Linked DNA regions of Mus musculus: region 1 is linked to region 2. Evidence: chromatin contacts called from public promoter capture Hi-C data. All regions are on one chromosome and are shown on one strand. Each heading gives the region's core, a stretch centred on a gene start, on an enhancer-like site or on the middle of the called end of the contact. The rest is flanking DNA. Distances are from core to core; before and after follow the strand shown. Region 1 overlaps Galnt2 (polypeptide N-acetylgalactosaminyltransferase 2). Region 2 has its middle 23 kb from the start of Gm30005.

Region 1 (7,193 bases), core at 4,025-6,524, 200 kb after region 2:
CTGTTCACTGCTCCACAGGCTGGGTGTCCTCACAGCTGCAGAGAGTATTCCTAAGGAGGCCTCACAGGAGGCTGTGCAAACACCCTGTCTTAGGCTGTGGCGTTTTCTACACTGTAGAGATGTGCCCCTCTCCCGATGGCCAGTGATTCTGCTGACAGCAGTGGGACTCAGGGAAGGAACGTTTTAGGCGTGTTGAGTGCGTGGGCTGTTGCAGGAGTGAGCAGTGAATACCCATAGCCCAGGGGTGTTTAGCCTCCTAGGACCCTCTTCACAGGGAGCAAAGGGAGGAGGGCATGGTGATTCTAGTGAGGTCAGAACAGTCAGCAGAGCTGGGCGTGGCCGCAGGAGCATCATCCTCAGCTACCTAGTGAGTTTGAGGATAGCCTGGGCTACGTGAAATCGATCAACCAAAAGAACAGTCAGCACGATGGGTGGTCTAAGTCTAGCATCCACCTTGCCCTTCCCTCCTGCCACTCACCATAGCACCATAGCCATTGACTCTCCTGGAGCCTCCATCTGTAGGAGGAGGCCTAGAGTCTCCCTCTCTCTCTCTCTCTCTCTCTCTCTCTCTCTCTCTCACACACACACACACACACACACTCTTCCCACACCCTCAGCACTGTCTCAGGATAGCCTTGCCCTGGGCTCTGGTTTTGGACTCCCAACAGTCCAAACATTTATCCTGTGGCGCCTGATTGCACAGTGGAGTCTTTTATTAATTTATACACACATTGTTTCCTTTGCCTGACGGGGATTGTTTGGGGACATGACCAAAATTCCTGGGAAGGTAGGCAGACAGAGAACACCCCCTTCCCAGAACTCCATGGCGCCTGAGTTGCCGACTGTCTTGCGAGGCACTGAGTGAAGTGTGTGCTTGGGCTTTCACTCTTGTCTTGCAGAGTCTTGGCTTCCATGTGACGACGTTCAGGGCCCTCTCAGCTACTCTTGATTACAGTTGTCCTCCTGTGAACGAGCCAAGGCCACTGTCGCTCAACCTAACACTTGCTGCCGTCTCTGGCGACACTCTGGTCTCGTGTCCGCTTGTCCCACACCCTCTGCTTCGCTTTTTCCAGGCAAAGTCCGGTGGCCAGACTTTAACCAGGAGGCATACGTTGGCGGTACAATGGTTCGCTCTGGGCAGGACCCGTACGCACGCAACAAGTTCAACCAGGTGGAGAGTGACAAGCTGCACATGGACAGAGGCATCCCCGACACCCGGCATGACCAGTAAGTCTCTGCAAGCATGCGGGGAGAGCTGGAGAATCTCCTCGAAGCGCTGGATTTCCTCACCCAGGTGGTGGTGGTTGTCAGAGCAGGCAACATCCTGGAGTGAGTGAGGCTCATGGCTCTTGGCCTTCTGCAGGGGCGGCAGGCTGTTGGCCAGCAGAGAAAGCTGTATGGGCCTTGTGCTTGCTGATCTTTTAGTATTTTTAAGCTGCACTCATAAAACACTTTCCACAGTCTTGGAAAGAAGAAAATCTAACTTCCTCTTACTGGGGACAGCTGTAGTTAGGAACATTCTGGAAACCGGAGAAGAGATTAACTAAGGTCTCAGAACAGGGAGGGACCAGGAGGACAGGAGAAGGTGCTGCACCCCCAACACTGTGGAGAAGGGCCGATTTCAGGCCTCGGGTGGGGGCACCCTGACTCCGCTGGGCTCAGCTCGAAGCACTCTCAGACATGGAGACTATTCTGCCACTGCTTACAAGGAAAGGGGTGCCGAAGGCCTTGGTCATTTCCCCCACATCTGTCTTTATGTCCCAGAGAAAAAGCAGGGGCACTGGACTAGGAGGTGCTGACGACAAAGCCAGAAGGGCAAGCGAGCGTCTATTTGACAGGATCATAGTCCCCTCAGAGACCGGCTCTGCTGGATTTGTAAGGGAGTTTCTAGATTAGGTTCATTGCCGCCGCGGGTCTCACCTCACAGGAGCAGCATAAGTGTGAGCTGGGGTCCCAGGAGGAATAGAAACTGGAAGCTAGCCGAGCTTCGACTCCTGGCAGATGTAAGGTGCCCAGCTGCCTCACGTTTCTGCCGCAGGAGTGCTGCGCCATGGTAAACTGCGCTTAGCATTGTGAGCCAAAATGCACCCGAATTTCTTCATGTTGTCAGGTTATTTTTTTTATTTTTAGTCACAGAAGTGAAAAAAGTACCTAATCTGGGCTCTCAGCCTCAGGACAGAGCTCAGCAGTCAGGGTGAAATGACACCTGGCTATCTGAGATGACTGAAGTTTGAGCTCCGTGTGACCGGTGAGCTTTGTCACCAGCTGGTGCTAGCTGGCTTTCCCACTAAGATTTCACCATGGCTTGCTCTCCTTTGAGCAGGAAAAGGTGTGGTTTGGGGCTTGTCGGCAGGGGGCTGGGCTCTGAGCTGCTGCCTCTCCTGTGAGCTTCTGAAATTCCCTCAGACTCTGCAGACGGATTTTCTTTCAGTATTTCTGGAATGATTGTTTACCCAAACTAATTTTCCTCCCAGGATGGGTTGATTTCTGCCTGGTCTGTGTCGGTCGGCCTCCTTTGCTGTGTTGAAGCCGTGGCAGGGTGTGTGTGTTTCCCCATTGGCTGAATTGGGTTAAATTAAATCCTGACAGGCATTGGCCACTTGTGTTGGCCCCGGGAATCCATCACAGGGCATCAGCGGAAAGTATCAGGCTTTCTCTTCAGCTCCCTGAGGTTTCTATAGCAGGAACACCATGAGCCTTTCGTGTGAGAGCCTGGCTTTAACTCTGAAGACCTCACACAACAGAACTCAGCCTCCCATGTCTGTGGAGCTGGAAGCAGACCAATGAGAGCAGATTCAGGATGAGACACCCAGACCCTATCCGACTGGCACTTCCGTCTGTGACTTCTGTCCCCTGCAGGATGGCAGGATGGCGATTGTTCTGTGCTCTTTTGGCTCACAGGACCCCACCCCAGAGTCTTCATTCCCTCTGACCAGCAGCCAGTGGGAGCATGGGTGTTTATGGATGAATTGACATGGTGAAGTCCCGAGCCTCCAGTGTGTTGTTGTTTGGAGATAGCTTCTTTCTTAGGCATGGTTAAGGTTAAATAAAGTTGTGAGAATGGCCCCTAATCCACTGGAATCTCAGTAAGAGAATGAAGGGGAGGAATCGGGTAGGGGAAGAGGGGGAGATGGAAGACATTAAGAGTGAGATCTTCCCCTTGACCGTGTGAGGATATGGTGGGAAGATGGCCATCTGTCATCCCAGAAAGAGTCTATACCAAGCACCAACCCTCTGTCATTGGAAGGTCCACATGAGGTAAACAAACGCAGACAGAAGAGAAGGCGACCTCCGCAGGCAGCCATGGGCAGAGGTGGCCCAGCAGGTCCCGTGTGACTCAGAGGTCACGGTGTCTGTGGGTCTGTGAGCCTTCCTGGCATCTCTCAGCAATGGATAGGATATGAGCCAGGCAGGTCTCTTAGATTCTGAGGCCACTTATGAGTGCTACTGTGTGGACAGTGTGCAGCTGCTTCCAAGCAGAGCTGGAGGTTGGCCGATGTCTCCTCTCTGCCAGGAGCTCAAGGTAATTTAAGATTTCTTCTGCTGGGACACCAGCAAGCCCTCATGGAAACACACCGTCAGGGGTTTCTTCCTGCCGGCCAACCACCACCACTGTGTTTGTTCCACTAAATCCCACGGGACTGAGATCCCGTCAGCCTTCCGGCACCAAGTCGGGCTCAGGGTTCCTCTGTTTCGCTTTAGCTTGAATTTCAAACATTGGGACTTTGAAATATGCTTGCATCTCAAACTAAAAGGTGGTTCAGAGATTATGGTGTCCTGCTCAGTTCCCCTCCCCACCTTCCCATCCCCTGAGGAGGAGCATCTAAGGAGGGTCTGTTCAGCAGGCTTCCAAACTAGAGTATCTCATCTTTGCTCAGTTTGCACAGCATGGTTGCTCTGCTCTGGTGCGCCGAGAGATCTGACGTAAACCCTTCAGAAGGTCTGGCTGTAAACAGAGCTCACACTTGGGGACAGTACGCTCCTGAGGGTGTCACTAGCTTCAAGCAGGATGTCATATGTTGGTTGGATGTTGGCATGCTGTGTGTGCTTGCTGTCCCTGGGTCATCAGCACTGGCCATGTTCTGTTAGGGCCGGGCTGGGACTGGAACTGTGTGCTGGTCATCGCCCCAACTCTACCGCTGTTACTCTGTCAAGTAAACACTGCTAATGCCAAGAGTGGGGAAGCTGTCACAGGAGCCCGCCCGCCAGCACAGGCGGAGGCCCGTGAGACCTAGGACTTTCCAGTGTGAGGCTTAAGACCTGGGCGAGGGCAGTGCAGTCCTAGAGTGGCTGAGGAACCAGAGGACCCTTGGTCTTCAGCGTCTTATATGTGTATACTGCTGGCCTGACATACTTCGTTGGCAGGTGTCATCTCTCTGGTGGGGATGTCACATGAGGTCTCCGTCCTGGCTTTGCTTCCTGCACACATTCTCGGACCTTCTACGCAACATGTATGAAGGCGCCTCTGGTTCACTCTGGTGCCTCTGTCGGCTCTAACAAGCCTTGTCTTGTAGGAGGACATTCAGTCCTTGTGTTTGATGTGAACTCTGGAGTTTAAGGCCAGTATCTCAAGGTGTGCCGAGTCCTGCTTGCTATACTTTCTCCTCCTGTTCTGTCTCTGGGTGTTTCTCTTACCAGTTAAAATATCAGCTACGATAAACTAGCAGAGTTCAAGCTGAGAGAATGTTACATTTTGAACAGCACACCTCACCACCCTATCTTTCTTTATAAACACACACGCGCGCGCACACACACACACACAGTGTAATTTCAGCAAATACCCTTCATATCCAAGCCTTTCTTCCCATTCTCATTCCTTGTTCCTCCCCATCCAGCCTTGGCCACTTGTCCCTCAGTGTCCCTGAAGTAATCGTTCACAGTGGCTCCTCTTGGCACCAGCTCAGAGCACTAGATCCTATTGGTGTGTTTCACTTGTTTCTGAGACACTCCCCCAGCCCCAGCTGAGAGTGCAAACCTCTTGGTTGGCCGTTGCTTCTGCATCTTTCTTTGCTCTCAGTCACTGTGTTTCCCACCGTTCCTGGTGAAGATAGCTATGACTTGTTCTTTATGGAGCAGTTTGTCTTTGCTTATAGTTGTACTTTAAGATACTTCTCTATGCTTTTTAGTAATTTGTAAGAATGTGTGGACATTGCCTTCTGAGACTTGAGCCTGTTTGGGGTTTGAAGGGTCTGAGTGCCGGTAACTTCCTCTGCCACCCTTGTGAGCTCCTCCTCTGTCCCCAAGGCCCTTGTCACATTCTTGTTGGGTATTCCCACTGGCCTTCTGCCCTCTTTCGTTCTTATTGTTTATTCCTCTGTCTCCATGCACCCTGCTTCCTGCATGTATTAAGTCTGCCTGAAATCCTTCTGTAGACAGAGAACATGTAGAATTGCCTTGTTCTGGTAGTGAATAGGGACAGAGATACTCAAAGGCTATCCCTGGTGTTTCCATCCCCCAAGGAAGATAGGCTTTGCAGATAACGTAGGCAGATCACTCTTGTGCCATGCAGAACTGAACCACGGGTTGGGTTTCTGTTGGGTGGGAGCAGTCTGAAGTGTCCAGGCCTTTCTTCTTCTAGGAAGCAGCTCCTAGGATTGCCACCCTAATCTCAGTCCCATTGTCATCAGCAAGTCCTGACTTGGGTCCTGGCCTCCTCTCCACAAGGCCATTGCTCTGTTGGATGTATTCTGCCTGGCAGGTAAGGGGAGGGCAGCAGAGGGCTGGCCCCTCTCTCTCGGGGCATCTGGCTGCCTGCAGTCTCTCCAGCACTTCCAAGGCAGTTTCCGCATCTCATCCCTGCCTCTCTGCTTTCCATGAGTAGTTTTGTCCAGAGCAAAGAACTTTATTGTCTCTGAATGCAGAGGAACACCTGAGTGTTTCATTTAGTTCTAATTTAGCTGGGAATTCACAGCTCCTGCATCTCACCCTGAGCAGAAGTGTCATGAACATGGGGACGGACGGCGTGGACGTGGGGACGGACACCATGACTCTGTTAGTAGTTCTGTCACTTGTTACTCTCAGACCACGGTGAAAATGATCTCTGACCCCGGGCTTTTATCTGCAGAGCAGTCACAGTATAACCGTGACTGTCCCTCGGCTGTCAGTAAGCTCCGACATCTGTGGAAATACGGAAAGGCTTGTGAACCCCTGGCTTCTGTGCCGGTGTTGGTCATTGCTGTCCTGTGACCAGTGGCTTGTGGGAATCAGGTTGAGCAGACCAGGCTGTGCTCTGGGAAGCTTTGTTCTTGACTCGTGTGGCACGCCACGCCGACCTCGAGGACTGACCCTGGGTATGCTGTGTTGCTTCATTGCTGTGTGGCTCTTTCTGTAGCAGATCAGCAGAAAACCAGGTTAAGGAAATACCTTTGAAACCATGACCTGCCTACTACTGAGGGAATCAGAGCAGGGAAACCAGACTCAGCAGGCTGGCCGGGTAAATCAGGTCAACCCAGGCTGGCCCCCGTCGGCTGCCCATTTGAAAGCCTTACGCGTTTGTTTGCAATGCTGGAATTGAACCCAGGGGCTCATACATGCTGGGCAAGTGTCCCCCACTAGGGTACATCTCCAGACCTTTTTCCTTTTTATTTTGAGACAGGGCCTCACCAACTTACCTTGGCTGATTTTTGAACTCACTCTATAGCCCAGGCAGGCCTTAAACTTGGGATCCTTCTGCCTCTGCCCTTTGCCCTCTGCCCTCTGCCCTCTGCCCTTTGCCCTCTGCCCTCTGCCCAGCTCGGCTTACAAATACATAGTGGCAGGCCCAGTTCTTTTGTCTTTGAAATGGAAAAGCTTCGTGTAGTGTATGAAGGTGGCAGAATGGCACGATACCTTTCTGGGTCAGTTGGCCTACACTCTACGCTTGGTCACGTGATACGGTGTCTCTTGCTGATCAGCAGTCAAGGACATTGATTAATGAATGATCCTGTCTGTTGCTTGTTGCAAACCATGTGCCCTAGAGATACTGGACTTTAGTGATAGACCCCATGGTTGCCCAGAACCCTCACTTCAGTCTAAAAATTTTAAAGTTCAGACTTCTACAATAATAGCCATTTACCTTAATGATACCCTACCAATCAACCACAGGAGGCTGGTGTGGCCAGAATGTATGTGCATACACATGTTACTGTGTGCATGAATGTGTGCGTGCCTATGCGCTTGTATAGCGAAGTGAGTTCAGAGGCACGTTGTGAGGA
Region 2 (7,362 bases), core at 4,567-7,066:
CATATCACTGGATTCAGGAGCGGGAGTAGTGCCTAAGGCTTCCTGACGATGTGGCATGGTCGATGTGAGCTCTCTTTAGAGGCTTGGAAACAGCATGGAGTCACCAGGAGCAAGGTCACAGAAGAGCTCCATTGTTGGACTCATGGTGGCCCAGGTTGGGCGCCATCCTACCCAGCTCCACTGTGGCCTCTCTTTGCTTGCTAGCAGTCACAAGCTTTGTGGTCCTATACTATTGGGTGGAGGAGGAGACCTCAGCAGCCTACCAAGTGTCAAATAGCTTCTTGGCCTTGAGAGCTTTCTGCACTGTGGTCTCCTTGTTTAGCGAGCTAAGAACCTGTGTGTTTCTAGCTCTGTGCCATCTGTGAGGACTGACTTGAAGATATGGGCCTGGTGATATAGCTCAGTTGGTAGGGTGCTTTGTTTAGCACCCTGGGTTTGAACCTCAGTAACAAATTAGCCAGGCACGGTGGCACATGCTCTAGATCCTAGGACTCAGGAGGTAGAGGAGGAAGATCAGAAGTTAAAGGTCATTTTTGGCTACGTAGATAGTTCAAGGCCAGTCTGGGCTACATGACAACCTGTCTCAGAAAAACAAAACAAAAACCCCAACCCAAATCAATAAACTTTCTTGGGCACATTTTATACAGCATGTGACCCATGGATGTACTGGAATCCAGAGCTTAAGCCAGGCCTCACCCTAGGAGATTGCCAATGTTTTTAGGGACAGACTCCATCTTTGCCCTAAGGGAGTATGTTGACCCCAGAGCATTCAGGCTCCAAGTCCCCTATTCCTTGTCTGCTCAGGGAACTCACACCTGTGAGCAGCAATGCCAGCAATCTGGAAGACTCCTTCAAGATGTCAGAAACATTTGGCTGTGGATGATGAACACAACCCTGATTCTCAGACCACCTGCTTAAATCTAGACCAATCAGTTGCCCAGATGCCTCTGCCTGGTGTCAGCATGAGATTTCATTACAGCCAAGATACTGTTCTTTTCCTGAATTATAAAAACAGTTGCCAGAAGAGCCCAGGATCACCCAGAGTGTGAATTCTGGGGTGCTCTCTGGAGGACACTTTCAGAAAAGCCACTTGTTATAGTAAATTCCTAGAACAACCTGAATCTGACATATGGAGGCAAAAGTAATCTGCAAAATGTGGGTGGCATGATCCAGCAGCTGACATATCTTTCTGAATGGCACTGTAGCTGTTCAGAGCATATTGCTCTGTGAGCAATGTGGGCTATCAAGTGATATTTATAACCGTTCGATTATTGAGAAGTAATATACTTTACATATGTACATATTACCAAGCACGGCCTTGGGTTATCTCAGAGGGCTAAGACAGCCACTTTCTGCAATTGGCCTGCTGGTCTTAGAGCATCAAAGAGCGGTCCAGCCCAGGCCCCACCCTTCCCCTCCTCCCAGCTCCACTTCTGGCCCATAATCGCATTTCAATTGCCAGCTGGGTACCCAGTTCCAGGAGTTTTGGCTGGTGGGTCACTATCAAAGCTGAAGAGGAAAGAGGACCTTCTCCATGTGTGGCTTCCTAAGAAGTAGGAGTCCCGTGAGTAAGGGTCACATGGCCATAACAGAAAGCTGAGTCTCTGGTTTCTCAGGTGCAGAACATCCGCTCAGCAGAAAGCTTGCTTAGGCCCTAAAGCCATGAGATTTGGCTCAAGCCAGAGGACTTGTGTGGAGACCACATTATCCAGTGACCCAGGGACCTCAGGCCTACGGGAGCAGCTCCCACATTCTGAGTCAGCAAGCCTCTGGTCTGGTGTGAGGTTGTATTTCAAGTAACAATAAGAAAAGCAGCTGGAAGATAACTGTCACACAACTGGGCTCATAGCCCTCTCAATTCCGACGTTAACAGGAAAATTACCTTTTGTATGTGATTTAACTAATTAACTAGTTAATTAATTAGTTATTTGATGGTACCAGTCTTTATGTAGCCATGAGATCTATCTCTGGTCTTCTTTTTACTTTTAAATTTGAGACAGGCTCCTGATATGTTGCCCAATTGCTGGCCTTGAACACACTCTGTAGCTCAGGCTGGCCCTGTTCTTTCCGTCCTCCTGCCTCTGTCTCCTAAGTCACTGGGATTACAGGCCTGTACCACCAGGCTTGGCTTGTATATAACTTTATAGTTTGCTAGCAACTTTTTTTGCGGAACAGCTTTGTGGAGATGCAATTCGCCTCACATGGCTTCACTTCTTTACAGAGAACACCCTGGGGGTTTCGTGTGGATCCCCAAAGTTCCTGTATCTATCCTTACCATGCAACTTTAGAACTTTATTTTTTACCTCACCAAAAAGAAAGTCTGCCTATTAGCAGCCATTTCTATTATCCCACCCCACATCCCCTTCCCAGAATCCCCAACCTGCTTCCTGTCACCACTGGAGACATTACATATTAATGAAAGCACATGGGACGTGCGGGCTGGCTTCTTTATCACTTGATGTGACATCCACCCATGTCATAGTGTGAGTGGTGCCTCCTTCCTTTGTTCGGGTCAGTAATATTCATCGGTCGCTTTACTTTGATTTATCAATCCATCCATTACTGGAACATCTGGTCTCTTTAGTGGGATTACATTTTGAATCTGAAATGGCCCCCAAATTCATGCTCTGAACTGTGGGTTCCTGGCTTATGGTGATGCCTTTGAAGATGATACCAGTCCCTGGGCTGACCCAATTTCTTATCTGTCTCTACAGGAGCAGTTACCGTCTCCTGTTCCCACCACTTCAGATGGAGCTCTCTGCCCACTCTCCCCACCTTGCTGGTCTGAAATCTCTCTAAACATGAGCCAAAAACAGTATTTTTTTTTCTCTTATGTTATTTCTGCCAGATACTTTGGTCACAGCAATGCAAAAATAATACAGTCGGCCTTCCCCGGAGATGAGAGAGAAGGCTGACTGTGGAGAGAAGACGGGACGGGACAGTGTGCTGTCTGGGATGGAGGGATGTGGGAACCTCGTTTGGCTCTTTCCTTAGGCCGAGAGCAGGGCTTGCAGCCCCCCAGCTCTGCATCTGTGTCTCAGGAGGAAAATGGAAGCAAGTTTGCTCCCTCTCCAGCAGCATCAGCCCCTCCCACTTGCACGCTACCCAGACACATCTGTCCATCTGTCCGTGCACCCTGCAGGTCCCACTCAACCCGCTGGCTCTCCGTGCACGCAGCTCACAGTCAACTCTGTTGTTTAAATATTCAATATGAACACGTATTCAAAGGAAGTCTTCAATATCAAAGACATAGATAAGTGAAAATAAATAAGAAAAAGGAGTCCGGAGGAAGCAGATAATGCAGGCACGAGAAAACGGAAAACAAAACATCCTAATAATAGCTTCCAGGAATGTGAGAGACTGCTTAGCAACTAAAGTTGTCACACAAGATGTAGAATGTGGACTTAGATCTTCATCAGCAGGAAGGGGTCCTACAGGGAATGTCCCACAGAAATATGTGGTGGAGAGAGAGATTAGAGATATTCTGATGAGATTACGAAAGATGGGAGAAGGTCGGAGCACCGAGGGAATTGGAGGGCGAGGGACTGGAGAGGGTGCAGAGAAGTAGGAGAAGAAATCAGCATAGCCCACTGTGTCCAAGAAACTTCCCAGATTTGAAGAGTGCAAATGCTGGGGTGGAGAGCAGGCAGGATATGCCAGGTATGGTAGGGTACACATTTAATTAAAAAAATATCCAGTACTCCGGAGGCAGAGGCAGAGGCAGGTAGATCTCTGTGAGTTCAAGGCCAGCCTGGTCTACAGGGTGAGTTCTGGGACAGCCAGAGCTGTTATACAGAGAAATTCTGTTTTGAAAAGCCAAAACCAAATATATATATATATATATATATATATATATATAGAGAGAGAGAGAGAGAGAGAGAGAGAGTACAGGCAAGCAAGCAGGCTGGCCAAAATAAGGAATTAAAAATACAAGTCACATGTCTATTTCAGATCCCTAGGAGTTGAGAGATAACTTCTAAAGTGTGTGTGTGTGTGTGATATAATAAAATTTAAAACAGAACAGCACTGGAATTCTTAAAAGACCAAAAGATAGAAGATAATGACACAATACCTCCAATATTCAGAGGGACCATGACTTTCATCCAGATTTCTACCCTCAGGCAAACTGTTAATCAAGAGGAAGGACAGGAGAAAGACATTTTAGAAAATCAGAGACTCAGATTTTTTTTTTCTTTAACCTCCTCTGAGTGTACCATCAACAAACTTGCCTCAGTAAAGGACACAGGCAGGAGGAGAAGGAAGATGAGGAGGAGGGGGGAAGAGAAAGAGGGGGAGGGGGAGGAGGGAAAGAAGAAGGGGGGGACTAAGGACTGTACACTGTACATTTGCAACAAGTGATTGGGTTTAAGGGGAGACTAGTAGTGGGATAAAGTTGTAGCCTGGCTCGGGGTTGAGGACAGGAAGGAAGAGTCGGTAAAAATAAAAAGAAGGTTGGACATGGTGGTTCATGCCGATACTAGTGCATGGGAGGCAGAGGAAAGTGGGCTTTTATTAGTTTGAGGCTAGCCTGGCCTATATAAGTGAGACCCATCCCCTCCTCACCCCCCCCCCACACACATACACACACTTTCTCTCTCACACACAGACTCTCTCTCTCTCTCTCTCTCACACACACACAAACACAAAAAGGAAAAGAGGAAGGAAGGACAGAGGTGCCGTGTTTGAACACATAATAACGCTATTGATTTGAGTCGCTTGGGGAGACAAGAGACAAACATTAGGATACAGGAAACCTTAAAAGCAAATAAGCAAAGCAATTTGCAATTATTACCTTGGGGATGAAGGAGCAGTGTGTTGATGGAAGATGAGTCATAGCAGACTTGCGCTCAGGGCCAGTCATGCTCCATGTTACATTCGTGAGAGGGTGGAAACCTGCGGTACTCAGCCAGAGGGAGGTGAGGGATGGAGGTTAACAAGGATGTTTGGTGCCCACGTAGGACACAGAGGAGAGTATCTAAATGGGGCAAGAATAAGATTGCAAATGCGACAGAAGCAAAAGGCACCATCGAGGTTTTTGTCCCCCTGTTCTTCTAAAATGTTACTCGGTGTTGAACTTTCTTGTCCCTGGTGGAAACATGAGATGACTCATATGCTGCCCCCCACTCAACAATAAAAAAAAATGAAACAAATCTTTAAAAGTAAGCAAATATAATAAAAATAATAAGCCCATTCCCATGCCTCATAACCTTACTTTGGGCCCAGCTCATCCCGCCATCTTGCTTTGCAAGTTTGTACTTAGTCTGCTGATGAATCATAACTCCTTTGTTGTAGGAGGGCTTTGCTATCTGGCACCTCAACAGAAACAAACCTTTTAAAAGATGGCCAGGGTGAACTTTGTTTCCAGGAGCTTGAGAAATTAACGATATGAAAGAAGAGGACTCGCAGGAGAGGAGAGAGGGAAGCGAGGGTGGGGTGAGTGGGATCCAACTACTTAGCACCAACTATGAAAATACAATCATATGTTAGTGATACATACCAACTAAAAGTTTAAATCTAATCAACTACTTCTCTGCTACCCCCTTTGTGTGAGGGACATAGACAGCCTGACACCCCCCCCCCCACACACACACACGTAAAACCAAATGTAGGAAACTATCCAAGTAAAAGAACTCCGTTCGAGGTTTTGGAAATTGTGGTTGACGAACACAGGTTCGACAAGCTCCACTGGGATGCCGAGGAAGCAGGAGACAGAGCACGTATTGAGCAGTCAGAAGGAAGCGGCCTCTGGAGAGAGGAGTTAGAGAGGAGGATGTTTGAACAGAAAGGGCAAGTTCTTAAAACCAGTCTGACAACCTTTGATCCAACCTGGAGCCTCTGAGTAAGATTAGAAACGTCCACTCTCGGGGCCTTCCTGATGCCTGTGGTCAGGGGTGAACGCAGCCAAAGCTTACAACCAGCTGGAAACGTGCCAGAGTCCCATCCTTGGTGGTTCTAACTCCATGTTGAAAGTTCCCAACATGGCTACCTCAGTGATTTCCGTTTTCACAGTCCTTGGCCTGTGAAACACAAAGGAGGCAGGCAAAAGGAGCAATTGGCCCTGCTTTCTGGGTCCCTAGGAGGAGGCTTGCTCTTCCTGGGGAGGGATGTCCCTGTCTCATGGATCCCACTCAGCCATGAGCATGCTAGCTTTCTTATGAAGGCTAAGCCTGGCATTGAACTATGGTCAAAGATTTGATGGTGTCGGTGTGTGGAAGATAGGTGATCCTGGACTGGGCCTTCTTTGGAGTGATTAAGGTATGACCTGGGGCAGGGCATCTGTCTCTTCCCTCCCTGCCTGGTTTCCTTGTGTATAGACAGAACGTTCAGTATCAATCTGGTGATCTTAGCACAAGACCTGCCTGTGGGAAGAGCTCAAACCCACTCCTGCCATTGTGTGATTTATACTCTGCGCTTATCTTAGGTTTCTAAAGCTGTGATGAGGGTTTATTCCATCTCGCAGTCGCAGTTCACCCTAAAGGGAAGTCAGGGCAGGAGCTCAAGGCAGGAGTTGAAGCAGAGGATGAGTTGCTTGACTTGCTCCTCATAGTTCGCTCAGCCTGCTTTTCTTATCCAACTGCAGGTCACCTGCTCAGGTTTGGCACCCCCCCCCCCCCCCCCCCGTTGAGCTGGGCCCTCCCACACCAACCATTAATCAAGAAAATGTGCTACAGAAGTCCCTACAAGCAATCTAGGGGAGACGTTTTCTCCAGTTTCTCCAGCTGGTCAGTTTAGCTGGACCCCAACATGGCTCTGCATTTTCTCTCCATGGTTTTCCATCCTCAGCTTCCAGGACTCTGGGTGTAAATATGAGCTTGCCCCACTGTGCTCAGTTGAGCCTCCCCTGCTCTCTGTCCCAGGAAGACCCATTGCACTATCAAAGTGGCCCTAATGGATCCCTCCACATCCCACTAACATGTGTCCCTGGACTCTTCCCTTAATGCTGGGCTTCTTAGTGATAGCAGCCAGCATCGTGGTGGCAACAAGGTGAACCGTCACCCGTAAACCACTTGGCTGCTGTCTAACTTTTCCCATTCCACTTCAGTTGGCATGGACCTCATTGTCATGGGCTCAAGGGCTCAGTCCCACAGACTGTCCATTTCGGACGCCAACTCCCAGTCCTCCACACTGCTGGCCCGCTGTATGCAAATCTTGCAGCAGGATTGGAGAGATGGCTCGGTGGGCAAAATGCCTGCTGAAGGAGCATGAAGACCTGACTCTGGACAACCAGAACCATTTTAAAAGCTGGGCAAGGCAGCATGTGTCTGTAACCTCATCACTAAGGCTTGGGGTGGAGACAAGAAGACCCCAAGGATGGGGTCTAGCCAAAATGGTTGACCCCTGGATTCAGCAGGGAATCCCTGT

What was found. Promoter capture Hi-C pulls out the DNA fragments that hold promoters and counts their contacts.
Region 1: a promoter capture Hi-C map of the C10 cell line shows a contact between it and region 2. The contact joins two enhancer-like sites. A contact is called at or near these places in 5 of 39 promoter capture datasets (the C10 cell line, the HPC-7 cell line, cranial neural crest and 2 more), 1 of 15 datasets of contacts at CTCF or cohesin (the NIH/3T3 cell line), 1 of 484 Hi-C or Micro-C datasets (bone marrow-derived macrophages), 3 of 115 datasets of contacts at active chromatin or transcription factors (cardiomyocytes, embryonic basal ganglia and large pre-B cells) and 1 of 9 other capture datasets (pancreatic islet).

Annotation. Positions count from the first base shown.
Region 1 is chr8:124,304,442-124,311,634 of GRCm38.p6, forward strand. Galnt2 (polypeptide N-acetylgalactosaminyltransferase 2) reads left to right here. Exons shown (of 16, transcript NM_139272.2): 3 at 1,074-1,227. Among named protein-coding and RNA genes, the nearest start is that of Galnt2, 77 kb to the left of the region's middle. Within about 2 kb of position 5,275, at least 6 of the 459 cell types and tissues checked have an H3K27ac peak or open chromatin away from gene starts, as enhancers often do.
Region 2 is chr8:124,107,460-124,114,821 of GRCm38.p6, forward strand. No RefSeq gene overlaps it. Among named protein-coding and RNA genes, the nearest start is that of Gm30005, 23 kb to the left of the region's middle. Within about 2 kb of position 5,817, at least 11 of the 459 cell types and tissues checked have an H3K27ac peak or open chromatin away from gene starts, as enhancers often do.